2 separate regions of the Sus scrofa genome follow, and region 2 is linked to region 1. A link is a contact called in public Hi-C data. All regions are on one chromosome and are shown on one strand. Each heading gives the region's core, a stretch centred on a gene start, on an enhancer-like site or on the middle of the called end of the contact. The rest is flanking DNA. Distances are from core to core; before and after follow the strand shown. Region 1 holds the start of PGRMC2 (progesterone receptor membrane component 2). Region 2 has its middle 44 kb from the start of PGRMC2.

Region 1 (6,671 bases), core at 1,344-3,843:
ATTGGCATCTCCATCCTCCATTTTCTTTTACCAGGTCCTAAAGCAATTCTGACTTCTCTTAACCTTAGGATGACCACTCATTAAAATGCATCTTGAGACAATCTTATTTAACTCCTATTCTCTCAATGGAATTAATAATGCCCCTTTCACTTCCAAAAAAGTATTTCAGATTGGAGGATAGACTAAACATGGTCACTTATTTACTACTAACTAAACCTTGTTCTCTTGGCTAAAGGAAATACCTCTAAACTAGGGGTCACTAAACTATGGCCTGTAGGTTGTTTTTGTACATCTGTAAATGAAAAACTTTTTTTTTTTTTTACTTTTTGCCTTTTCTAGGGCCGCACCCACGGCACATGGAGGTTCCCAGGCTAGGGGTTGAATCGGAGCTATAGCTGCCAACCTACGCCAGAGCCACAGCAACGCGGGATCCAAGCCACGTCTACAACCTACACCACAGCTCACAGCAACGCCGGATCCTTAACCCACTGAGCAAGGTCAGGGATGGAACCCACAACCTCACGGTTCTTAGTCGGATTCGTTAACCGCTGAGCCATGATGGGAACTCCCTAAGAGTTCCCTTCATGGCTCAGCGGTTAATGAACTTAACTGGGCTCCATGAGGATGCGGGTTTGATTCCTGGCCTCGCCCAGTGGGCCAGTGGGTTAAGGATCTGGTGTTGCCATGAGCTGTGGTGTAGGTGGCAGACGTGGCTCAGACCCCTAGTTGCTGTGGCTGTGGCATAGACCAGCAGCTGCAGCTCCAATTCTACCCCTAACCTGGGAACCTCCATATGGCCACAGGTGTGGCCCTAAAACAACAACAACAACAAAAAGTTTTACATTTTTAAATGATTGGAAAAAAGTCAAAAGAATGCTATTTCATGATATCTAAAAATATATTGAAGTTTCAGTGTTCATAAAGTTTTACTGGGTACAGTCATGCTCACTCCTTTAAATACTGTCAATAGAGGCTTTCTCACTACAAGGCAGAGTTCAGTAATTATGACAAATATGCCTAAAATATTAATATCTGGCCCTTTAAAAAAAGAAAAGCCTGCAGACCCTTGCTCTCATGGCACAATTAGTTCTGTGAGCCCTCACTTCTTGCACAAATACGGAAGCCTACTAACTGGTTTCCCATTCTTTTCCCCACTCCAATCTTTCATACTAATCCCAGTAGATAATCTCTCTAGAGCTCTCATCTGTCACTTGCCCCTTCAATATCTTCAGTGGCTTCTCCAAAACCGGCAATATAAAGCCCAAGTCTACCCCTTGATACAAAAGACTAAAATTTCAGTTTTCCAGACTTTGCCCCTCTTCAGTACTTAAAGCCAAAGTGGACCACTTAGTTTCCCTAATATGCATACCATACTCCCCCACGTCTCTCCTCCATCTCATCAATTCCTCAAGATTAAACGGAAACCGTTACTCCCCTGATACAACCTTCATTCACCACAAGAGTAGTTTACAGCAGCTTGGCGGGGCGGGGCATAGACTGAGACGCAGAAAAACAGACTCAGGCCTAAGGGAGTATGTGAAATGAAGAGAGCGCGCGTGAGGTGAAAGATCCAGAATGAGGCTTCACAGGTGACACTTATACCCGAATTTTAAGGACGTGAGGCTAAGACTCTACAACGCCCAGGTAGATGAAAAGAAACTGTAAATAAAGCTAAACTAATGAATTGAAGGGCCACCTTATCCCATCTACTTCCCTACCGCCCCAGAAATTACGACTTAAGGAATAACACCTTTAGACTGAAACCTGAAAGAAAACTGGACAAGAGTAGCCTTGGCCAAAACCACTGGGGAGTGGCTACTCGTTGTCGCAGACAGCACGTAGATTCCTTTTGCCAAACAATTCCAATGCGGGTTCTATGTACACTCTCTGCGCCAGGAGACCAGCTCATCGCCAAAACTTCTGGCGGTAGCTTTGCCTGAGTGCCCACGCTCATAGCTTCCGGACGGGCGCGACGGCGTCCAAGGGGAGAGACACCCCTCACCGATTTGCGAAAGCAGTTAATACTATGCCGAGGCCTCGCACTAGCCACTCATGCCCTCAGAAAGGAATCCGGGACCGCCCCGCCTCAGCAGCAGCCTCGGCGCACGTGAAGCTCACGGGCGGAGCGACAAGAGACAGGCAACTGCTCGCGGACGCCAACCCAGGCCTGGGAAGGGAAGAGACTTTTAGGCGCACGCGCACAGCGAGGGGACTGGGCGGAGCGTGCCTTCCGAAGGGGTTGCATTGGAAAGGAGAGCGCGTGGCGCCCCGGAACCCGCGCACGCGCAGTAATTTTGCCCCGCCTATGCGCGCGCGCGTCCCGCGCAGCATCTTTTCAGGACCGCCCCTTCTACTTCAACTAGAAGAGATGACGGGCAAAAGCAGGGAAGTGTGGGGCGAGGTAGGCGGGGCGCCGCACGCGAGCGCGGCCTGCAAAAGAAGGGAGGTGGAGGAGGGATCCTAGACAACGTTACCCCGTCAACACCCAATCGGGAGCCCATCTGGCCCCGCCCCCTACCCTCACGTTATTGGCTGAGAGGCCCCCATATGGGCGGGGCCCCCGTGAGGTTGGGGCGGGCAGGGGGCGGGGAGGAGGAGGAAGGCGCTGGCGGGCAGTGATGGCGGCGGGTGATGGGGACGTGAAGCTAGGCACCCTAGGGAGTGGCAGCGAGAGCAGCAGCGACGGCAGCAGCGAGAGCCCAGGCGGCGCGGGAGAGGCAGCAGAAGGGGGCGGTTGGGCGACAGCGGCGTTGGCGCTTCTGACGGGGGCGGGGAGATGCTGCTGAACGTGGCGCTGGTGGCGCTAGTGCTGCTGGGGGCCTACCGGCTGTGGGTGCGCTGGGGGCGGCGGGGTCTGGGCGCCGGAGCCGGGGCAGGCGAGGAGAGCCCAGCCGCTTCTCTGCCTCGTATGAAGAAGCGGGACTTCAGCTTGGAGCAGCTGCGCCAGTATGACGGGTCCCGCACGCCGCGCATCCTACTCGCGGTCAATGGGAAAGTCTTCGACGTGACCAAAGGCAGCAAGTTCTACGGCCCGGGTGAGGAGTTGGAAGGGGAGGGTGAGGACCCCCTGCAGATCAAGCGCGACCCCCCTCTGATGGGAGGGCCCGTGGGCACCGGGTTAGTTTGGCAGCCTTCTCGACATCTGGACCCCCGCGCCTTGTCTGCCGCACCTGAGACAGCCCGTCCCCAACCCAGCCCAGCCGCGGGCACCTCCAGCGTTTCTCCCCCGAAGTCGGGGTCCCAGTGTTGTCCCAGGAACCAGCTCTCAGTTCTTATCTTTCTCTCTTCCCAACTCTTCTCGCAGCTTTTTCTTGTGCTGAGTTTTAAAAAATCCTTTTAGTTGTCGTCAGTCACCTTGGCCCTCAGACTGTAGCTCCTGGGATGGTAGTGGGCAGGAGAGAAGGAAAATTTCTAAAGTAGGGACCTAAAGTTTTTGGCCCTGTAATTCACAGCTTTCCTTTCTTTACTCTTTTTTTGCCACTGATGTCCCTTTTCTCTCTACTAGTACTCATAGGGCCACGTTTAGGTACACGTAGCTCCAAGTCCCAACCCTCTATGAAGTCCGGGTACATAAGCAACACTTCAACCTTAAAAAAAAATAGTTTTAGTATGGAGACGCTTTCCAAGATTAACAATGAATGTGAGATGAAGCATACCAGAATGCAGATCCTAGTAAATACTGGCAAGGGTATTCGCCCTGAGTTTTGGGGGTGGAGCTCATATACCTAGCAGGCATGCCTGTCCGGTTTCTTTCTCTTTTTCTTTTTTTTTTTTTTTTTTTTTTGGTAGTAGGAAGGCAGGTATTCAAATACACGTTGATTATGACTTATTGTATTTTCACTGAGGAAAAAAAAAGAGCTATAAATTCATACCCCCCCACCCCCACCCCGCACCAGTTTTGCAAGCCAAAAGTTTTTGGAACTTTGCGTTTAGAGAGCTGTGTATATTTAGGTTGCTGGTTTAGAAACCCTTCTTTTGCAATGTAGTTATAACATACATTTCCAGATAACACTAATAAACTTCAGACTCATGGAACTTGTTGGCATACCATAAAATTGAGCAACATTGTACATGCTGGTTTTGTAGTTATTCTAAATTTTTAAAAAGTGGCTACAATAAAAATAATAAAATTAGAGACTTAAAGTGACCTGTTATTCAAAAGAATACATCCAAGCCAGGGTAAGTCTAAAAACAAGTTGATTTCCTCTTAATCTGTTAGTATGTGTGATTTATTGACAATTGCAAATTAGTATATACTTCTGATTTCTGTGCTTAGTGGCAGGAAGATACTTTAGAAGTGCTTTGGTGTGTTGTTTGTTATTTGGAATAGAAATAAGAAAGTGGAGATTCTTAGTTGCTTGTATTTTGTGTGCATATCTATGTTCAATGCAAGTCATAGATAAACTACTTGCTTCTGGTTAAGTAAAATGAAAACCAGAAGTCTTCCAACTCATATCAGCTGAAATAGTTATTTTTGTGTGTTTACTTAAAAGAGCTTGTGGGATAATACAATACGGCCAAAGTACATTATTTAAACGGACAGACCAAATTAAATATTTTATTTGATATATTTTTTAAGTCAAGGATTCGCACAGAATGTGTGTTCTGTGGTTAGAAATTGTGTACAGGTTTAGATTTTTAATATAGCATTTACCCAACCAAAAATATCTGCCTCTGTAGTCCCTATCTAAAATGACAATGAAGCAACCAAAATATTAGTGCAAAGAAGCATACTAGTCTTCACACATTATGCCTTGCCACTATCTGAAAAAAAAAAAGTTAAGAGAAACAGTCGTAGACACAGTTTGGCAGTATCCAGTGGCAAAAGTTCTGCAACAGACATTTTAAAATTAAGATAAGAGTAGTAGTTATTATGTAGATAGCCTTTGTGTGGCTTGAGCTAGTGACGGAGTTCCTCAGATACAAGAGAAGTCAATTTTAGGCTAACTTCCACCAATTTCCAGTCCTGATGAAGAGGCTGAGTGATAATCAATTATTTCATTATAAGTATTTGATTAACAACCTAATAAAGATATTTGGAATATTTCATTATTGAAAGGAATCTTAAAGGTAGCCAGAACATCTTATTGGGCTTGGAATATGTTGATATTTCACATTAAGAGAAGATATAACACTTGCCATAAGTCTTCAAGGTATATTTCTGGTTATAAAAACAAACATAAGTTCAGTTTTGGTTTTAATTTTTTTATTTTCATCTTCAAATCAACTAAGAAATTTTGTAGCAGGATAATTCAGAAGCAGTAATCCTTATCTGGGACTTTTAGTAGCTTGAATGAATTAAGGCAGCCAGAAAACCTAGTTTCTATGCCTAGCCAATATCTACTCCCGTTTCTCAATAATAGAGTTGAAAGTTTGTTTTGTGAGGCTTTTTCTCTGTTGAAAGTATTTTTCTTTTTAGTCATAATTTTTAAAGTTTAGGTTCTTAAAAAACTAAATATTGGCAGTTTCATTTAATGGAGTAAACATATATTGGCAAACAGTTGGCATTAACTACATTTGTCGATATTAAATTTAGCACAGTTCAGGCACTTGCCCAGAGTTTGAGGAAAGTGATCATGTTGGAAACAATGAATGTGGGAGGGGAAAGAAAGCCAGATTTGTTAAGCAGCTACTACCTCAAATCCATTAATTTGTCATCTCCACAGTGCTTTTAGTTCAGTAAGTTTAGTGAATATTCCTATCCTTCAGATGGAGAGCCCGAGTGTTAGCAATTTGGGGTAAATTGGTTTGGGTCACACAGACATGGCATTTAAACACAGATATATATGACCACAAAGCCTATCTACCCTATTTCAGGTAAACTGCATTCTGGAATAAATTTACAGAGAATCTCCCTGCTTTATTTTTTTATACCTTCTCCTGGTTCCCATAAGGATTTAAAGCCTCAAAGAAAAATACTTTCAATGCTTTATTGTGCTGCTTAATATAGTAGATATGGTTGGAGTTCCTGTTGTGGCTCAGTGGGTTAAGAATCCACCTAGTATCCTTGAGGATGTGGGTCTCATCCCTGATCTTGCTAGTGAATTAAGGATCCGGCATTGCTTCAAGCTGCCATGTAGGGTGCAGATGCTGCTCAGATCCCACATTGCTGTGGCTGGGGTAAAGGCCTGCAGCTCCAATTCTACCCCTAGCCTAGGACCTTCCATATTCTGCAGGTGTGGCCCTATTAAAAAATAATAATAATAATAATATATATTATTAGATAGGGTAGCCACAAGCCACATGTGGCTTTTTTAATTTAAATTAATTAAAATTACATATAATTGGAATTTGAGCTTCTCAGTCATATTAGCCACATTTCAAGTGCTTAGTAGTCACATGGCTACCATACTAGACAGCGCTCTTGATAGAGTATTTTCACCTTCCAGTAGAGTTCTGTTCAATAGCGTTAATTCTAGAATGAGGACAGGGTAGAAGGAGGAAGAAACTCCACTTTGAGCTTATTATCTCAATTTTCAAACAGCCCTAGCAGATAAATATTGTTCCCATTTTACAAATGTGGAAACAAACTCGGAGACGTTTTGCCCCAAATCAAAGTTCTATGGCAAAACTAGAACTCAAACTCAGTCCAACTGGCTTCGCAAGCTGTGTCTTTCACTGTATCACAACATAATTTCACTTTCTAGTTTCATAATAGATGAAGAAGACTC
Region 2 (7,348 bases), core at 2,251-4,750, 44 kb after region 1:
AACTCCATACTGTTTTCCATAGCAGTTGTACCAGTTTACATTCCCACCAACAGTTGAGGAGGGTACCTTTTTCTCCACACCCTCTCCAGCATTGTATTTGTTATTTGTTGACTTGTTAATGATGGCCATTCTGACTGGTGTGTGGTGGTACCTCACTGGAGTTTTAACTTTGATTTCTCTAATAATTGGTGATATTGAATTTTTTTTTATATGCCTATTGGCCATCCATATGTCTTCTTTGGAGAAAATGTCTATTTAGGTCTTCTGCCCATTTTTCAGTTTGGCTGTTTTTTTGTTGTTGAGTTGCATGAGTTGTTTGTATATTTGGAGTTTAGGCCCTTGTCTGTTGCATCATTGCAAATATTTTCTCCTATTCTGTGGGCTGTCTTTTTTTTTTTTTTGGCTGCACCCATAGCATATGGAAGTCCCCAGGCTAGGGGTCTAATCAGAGCTGCACCTGAAGCCTATGCCACAGCCAGAGCAATGTGCAAGATCCTAGCTGCATCTGACCTATACCACAGCTCAAGGCAAGGCCAGATCCTTAACCCACTGAGCGAGGCCAGGGATCAAACCCAAAACCTCACGGTTCCTAGTCAGATTCATTTCTGCTGCATCACGACGGGAACTCCTTGAATTGTTTTTGTTGTTGAGTTATAGGAGCCTTTACATATTCTGGATATTAATCCCTTATCAGACCTATGATCTGCAAATATCTTTCCTCATTCTGTAGGTTATCTCTTCATTCTTTCCATAGCATCATTTGATGTACACGAGTTCTTTATTTTTATGAAGTTGAATTTACCTGTATATTCTTTTGTTGCCTGTGCTCTGGGTGTCATACTCAAACCATTGTCAAATCCCTGTATTTTTTTCAAAGAGTTTTATAGCTTCAGCTCGTTCACTTAGGTCTTTGACTCATTCCAAGTTAATTTTTGTATACGGTATAAAGGAAATGTCCAATTTCATTCTTTTGCATGTTGGATATCCAGTTTTACCAGTACCATTTCTTGAAAAGATGGTCCTTTCCTCATTGAATGATCTTGGCTCCCCTGTTGAAAATTAACTGAATACATGTGAGGGTTGTTTCTAGGCTCTCTAGCCTTTTCCATTGGTCTGTATGTCCAGGTGCATGCCAATATCACATATTTTGATTTTAACTTTGTAGTACATTTTGAAATTGGAAAGTGTGAGCTTTCCAACTTTATTCTTTGTTTGTTTCTTTCTAGGGCTGCATCTGCAGCTTATGGAGGTTCCCAGGGTAGGGGTCTAATTAGAGCTGTAGCCGCTGGGCTACACCAGAGCCACAGCAACGCCAGATCCTTAACCCACTGAGCATGGCCAGGGATCGAAGCCACAACTTCATGGTTCCTAGTCAGATTCGTTAACCACTGAACCACAACCGGGAACTCAATTTTATTCTATTTTAAGATTCTTTTCGTAGCCCATCATTTATATGCAGATGGATTTCAATATGTGGTGGAAGTATAGCCAAGCAGGGCTCTGTGAGGCTCCTGGGCGCACAAGTCTTTCTGTGTCCTCCATTTCTTGTTTTTAGGGAATAAGCTTCAGCTTCCATGACCTTCCCTAAGTTCCAAAGGGTAGTTGCTAATCAGGGAAGGGAGGGAATGCAGACACCAGAGAGGAGCAGAGAGACAATAGTGCAGGCTTGGGGCAGGGTCCTGGTTCCTCCTCAAGGAATATAACAATATCTTTGAGCCTTTCGGTAGAATTAAAACACCCAACAAACTGGAGAACTACTTGATGAATCATTCTTCATTCCAGGAAGGAGGACCACCAGAACCAGTCTTGGGGACACTAAACACCAGCTTTGAAAGACAACGCAAGTTTGCCTCTATGCTGATCCTTATCAATGGCCCTATTTTTCTACTCCCCAAACTATAAAGCCATCTCCCAGTCTCTTCCACAGTCTTTAAGACATTAGTCTACCATGGCCCCCTCTGCCTGGCAAATAAAGCTATCTTTTTCTCCTTCACTCAAAAACTGTCTCCACATTTCTATTTGGTAACAGCTGACAGAGGCCTAGTTTTGGCAACAGAAGCATTCAAGAGAAGAAGGAGAAAATTCAAACTCATGCTCTCATAGTTCTTTACCTCTAGCAAGGTCCCAGTCAATGTGTTTTTATTCAGACGGGCCCACTCTGCACTCTTAGAGGTATAAAGCAGTGTTGGGGAGGAAGAAATTTTCCTCTCCCTTTCCAGCTTCTCGGAGACCTAGAAGAAGAGAATTCCTTGATCTAAGAGTTAAATTGACATGAGTTGCAGTAACAGGAGAAAATTCAGTAACATGTATACATGGGAGAAATAACATGTATATAATAACATGTATACATGGGAGAAAGTCAGGAAACTCAGTACCTTACCAAAATGGCCAAAGCCCTCACCTTAAACTTCATCTTCAGCTAAGGACAAAAGAAAATGTTGAGGGTGGAGAGTTAAGTAAAGTTATCAGGAAAAGCAGGGTAAGATTGTTATGCAGATTTAAGTCCTTGCCTTCTCCACAGATAAGAGTTTCTCAAGATTGGTCACTGTCTTCCAGGTATAGAGAGGGTGATACCCTTACAAATGGACATTTTCAATTTACAAATGTAAACGTTTCTTACAATAGACAAATCCCACTTGTTTTTTAGAGTCCTCCTCCTGTCCGCTGTTTATCTGAAAATAACTAACCTAAAACAATGAATATGCCAAAGAGATATATTTTAGGATGGCAAATTCTGCTCCCTACAGTAGCTTGTGGTCACATTACAAATAACTGGTCATGATGTTATGGTACTGTATGTATATACATATATATTATATGTATATGGAACCCCATTAGGGTCGTAGAACTGAAGGAGCACTTTATTTGTCTTTTGTCTTTTTAGGGCTGCAACAGCATATGGAGGTTCCCAAGCTAGGGATCGAATCATAGCTATAGCTGCCAGCCTACGCCACAGCCACAGCAACACCAGAACCAAGCTGCATCTTTGACCTACACCACAGCTCACGGCAATGTTGGATCTTTAACCCACAGAGCGAGGCCAGGGATCGAACCCGCAACCTCATGGTTCCTAGTCGGATTCATTTCCACTGCACCAAGATGGGAACTCCAGAAAGAGTACTTTAAAAGGAGACCAGGGAGTTCCTGTTGTGGCACAGTGGTTAACAAATCTGACTAGGAACCACGAGGTTTCAGGTTCGATCCCTGCCCATGCTCAGTGGGTTAAGGATCCAGCATTGCTGTGAGCTGTGGTGTGGGTCGCAGACGCGGCTCGGATCCCGAGTTGCTGTGGCTGTGGCGTAGGCCGGTGGCTACAGCTCCGATTGGACCCCTAGCCTGGGAACCTCCATCTGCCGCGGGAGCAGCTCAAGAAAAGGCAAAAAGACAAAAAAAAAAAAAAAAAGACCAGAATCAGGTTTCTAATTCCAACTCTGCGCTTACAACCAATGACCTTAACAAGTATCTCCCCTCTCTAGGGCTCAGTTTACTTTACACCTGCCCTGCTACCTCACAGGGTATACTAGGGCTCAAGTGACATAAATAGTTTATGTGCAGCAGAATGGTAGATGTAGGGGATCATCCCATGTCCTTGGCCTGTCTCTTGTTTGTAGAAATGCTGTAGTCTCCCAGGCCTCCTCTAAGTTCCAAAAGCCTGTTAAAGATCTGGCATTGTCTATAGGTGGCATGGATTCAGTTCCTGCCCTGGCATACTGGCTTAAGGATAATGCATTGCCACAGTTGTGGTGCAGATTGCTGCTGCAGCTCAAATTCAACCCCTGGCCTAGGAACTTCCATATATTGCAAGTGTAGCCATTAAAAAAAAAAAAAAAACAAAAAACAAAAAAAAAAGAATTAATGATTGAACAGATGTGAATATGTAGCAACAAAAGTAGCAATTGGGCCAGGAGAACTGGTAAGAATTTAAATAGTAAATCAGACAAGTGGCAGTCACAGAATCTTTAGTTCCTCTCTGAAGTACTTAGATAACACAATCTTGTTATGGGTTTCAAGTCCTCTTCAAGGAGATTAAACACAAAAGCCTCTGCGAGTCTCACTGTAATGCCCCTTCCCCCACCTTGAGCAAATTGGCCTGCTCACTCCCTACTAGGGAAGGAATGTCTTCCATCTCTCCTCCCACGGCTGTATAACCTGTTCCCCATGCAAATAAGGTATCCTGCCCTGCCGGAAGCCAATCAGAAGATCAAATATGCCCTATACAGAGATCAAACAACACTCAGCCCTTACACAGCGCACAGGGGGGATGGGACAGGAAAAATTTGTGGGACTGGAGCAGAAATTTGGTCCCCACTCAGGTCTGCAACATGGGAATATAAAAACAATTGTAAAGTGAGGTAGGACCTCTTTTTACTCTCTCTCTGAATATGTACTTTTGCTTTAGTAAATTTGTAAAGCACCTGCTATTTCAATGATTTCCTATCACAGGGCAGGTACTGAGGAAACTGCCATTCTATCATTCTGGAGCAAATTCTATCAATCTGATGCTCATTTTGTGAGTGCTTTTACAGATGCTTAAACACCCACTCAAAGGAAGAAGTTAATTACCTGATGACCATGAGCAGGCAGCCCCCAGACCTACTGGAGCCTGAGGATTGATAATGTTAACCCCTGTGACACTGCTCTGTTACCTCACCATCAACCAATCAGAGAGCATGAGCTGGTCATATACCCTGGCATATGGAGGTTCCCAGGCTAGGGGTTGAATTGGAGCTAGAGATGCTAGCCTAGGCCATAACCACAGCAACGCAAGATCTGAGCCACATCTGCAACCTACACCAAAGCTCATGACAATGCCAGATCCTTAACCTACTGAGCTAGGCCAGGGATCGAACCTGAGTCCTCATGGGTGCCAGTCAGATTTGCTTCAGCTGAGCCACGATGGGAACTCCTCACCTGGCCTTTAAAAATGCTTCTCTGAAATCCTTCAGAGAGTTTAGGTTTTTTGAGCATTAGCTGCCCTAGATTCTTTGTCTGGTGTCTTACAATAAATGCTGCACTTTCCTTTACCACAGCTGGGTGTAGGAAGATTGGCTTTACTGCGCGTAGGCAAGGGGACCCAAATTTGGTTGCATAACAAACAGAAAACAGAGAACAGAGGAAAGAAGGGTTGGGGGAGGGGCAAAATAGGTGAAGGGGATTAAGAGGTACAAACTACTAGGTATGAAATAAATTACAAGGATATAATGTACAGCACAGGGAATATAATTAATATTTTGTAATAATTTGTATGGAGCATAATCTATAAAAATATCAAACTACTACATTTATGCCTGAAACTAATATAATACTGTAAGTCAACTATACTACAATAAAAAAATAAATAAGGGTTTGTCTAGTTTTAATTGACAGTCTTTTTACCCATCATATTCATGTCAACAATGAAGAGGAAGTAGCACTCTATAATAGACTGTGAAGGAACACAGATTTTGCCACCCCAAAATATACCTTTTTGGCATATTAAAAAACAAAAAAAACAGCAGACATGAGAGAAGCCCTGAAAACTGAGTAGAAGTTGGCCTTTTGCAAAAAAAAAATTTACATTTATGGATTTCCTGTTGTGGCTCAGTGATAATGAACCCAGCTAGGATCCATGAGGACTCTGGTTTGATCCCTAGCCTCACATAGTGGGTTAAGGATCCAATGATGCTATGAGCTGTGGTGTAGATTGCAGATGCAGTTCAGATCCTGTGTTACTGTTGCTGTGGCTCTGGCTCTGGCTGGCAGCTGTAGCTCTGATTAGACCCCTAGTGGAACTTCCACATGCTACGGGTGAGGCCCTAAAAAGCAAAAAAAAAAAAAAAAAAAAAAAAAATTATAAGGAAAATTTCTGTTTGTAAGGGTATCTCCCTCTCTATACATGGAAGATGACCAAATCACTAGAAAATCTTACCTATGGAGAAAGCAAGAACTCAAATCTGCCTAAGAGCCTTACCCTTGTTTACTGTGCTTTTCCTGGTAAATTCACTGACTCTCCACCCCCATCTTATTTTGCCTTTGGCTGAAGATGGTATTTAAGGTGAGAGGTTCAGCCATTTTGGCAAGTTACTCAGTTGTCCTGGGCACCCCCCACATATACAGGAGGTAGACATGTTATTAAACTATTGTCATTTTTCTATCGTTGGTCTGTTTTACATCAATTTATTAGAATAGACAAAGAACCTAGAAGAGAAGAAGGGAAAATTTTTTTCAGCCCATACAACTGCTTTAGTTCATCTATTTCATACAGGTAAATGTGAGGACCTTTGGGAAAAGTAGAAGCCTGTGGGAGATGAAGTTCACAGGCATCTGGGAAAATTTCTCATTTCATCTCCTGAACCTGAAATACACTATTGCTTATTCATTTATGAGATTGCCTTTGGCTGGTGAAATAGCAAGGGCTAGTCACAACAGGAGGTCTTTTTAAAAAGACGAAACAAGTGAAAACAACAAAAGCCCTCCCCATTAGCTGTTAGTCTCACTTATAAGCAATTGCCTGGACTCTGGCACCAAGTCGTTTCAGGGGCCCTCTTGATAAGATTCACAAGCGATCCACAGAAGGTAGGGAGAAATCTCCTCATCTCTGCATGTTAATTAAGGAAGACAGATGGCCCTGTGATTATTCAACCATATGTAGGTCAAGACCAAATGAATTAATAAGCAACTTAATTCTCAGCTGCCTCTAAGAGCTTATGTGGCATCTATGAACAAACAATTGCCATAGTATCCTGGGAAACAAGAGATGGGAGTGGGGAGAAAGATTAAATGTCCATTATTGCACACTAAGTTCCACAGCCTGGGAAGGGACATCTCAGTCCCTCCACCACACACCGTCTTCGGTATTGTATTTGGGATGTTGTAAATCACAAGTTATAAATCTTTGTTTGCCACATATAAACTATATGATTGCAGTCCATAGGGTCTTTTTTCTTGAACTTGTTTTTCTTAAATGATCACTTTAGGAGTGAAAAGCACAGGTACTAGAGCCTAGAGCCATAAAGAGAGATGTAATAAGACAGGCACCACATGCACAAAGTGGGGGTCAGAGAACAAGTTCTGAAAGGGCTGAGAAGAGCAAGGGGCTCTGAGAGGCAGACCTTGATCTGGACCTGAAAAGGCAAATAGGCGCAATGGAGTGGAGGAAGAAGGAACACCAGGAAAACTGCAAAAGGCAGGAAGCTGTGTGGGGCATATCAGGGATCATGATCAAGCTGGGATAAGACAACACAGTGGAATTAGGAGAGATCAGTCAGTCTATCTTTGTACACAGGTGCAAAGACTGTATTTTCAGGGTAAATTCCTAGAAGTGGAATTGCTAGGTCAAATGGTAAATGTGCTTAAAATTTTGAAAGCT

Evidence for each region. Hi-C and Micro-C count contacts between places; a contact is called where the count stands out from the background.
Region 2: a Hi-C map of epiblast stem cells shows a contact between it and region 1, with 2.3 times the contacts expected there. The contact joins the enhancer-like site here to the promoter of PGRMC2 in region 1. A contact is called at or near these places in 5 of 47 Hi-C or Micro-C datasets (embryonic fibroblasts, epiblast stem cells, fetal heart ventricle and 2 more).

Annotation. Positions count from the first base shown.
Region 1 is chr8:96,690,230-96,696,900 of Sscrofa11.1, forward strand. PGRMC2 (progesterone receptor membrane component 2) reads left to right here and starts at 2,594. Exons shown (of 4, transcript NM_001097521.2): 1 at 2,594-2,767; 2 at 2,770-3,035. The coding sequence starts at 2,619. It overlaps LOC102166663 (a long non-coding RNA gene), which reads right to left and starts at 3,339. Exons shown (of 5, transcript XR_002346425.1): 1 at 3,211-3,339.
Region 2 is chr8:96,733,506-96,740,853 of Sscrofa11.1, forward strand. No RefSeq gene overlaps it. Among named protein-coding and RNA genes, the nearest start is that of PGRMC2, 44 kb to the left of the region's middle. Within about 2 kb of position 3,501, at least 6 of the 83 cell types and tissues checked have an H3K27ac peak or open chromatin away from gene starts, as enhancers often do. A contact at or near this core is called in epiblast stem cells, where this site is marked.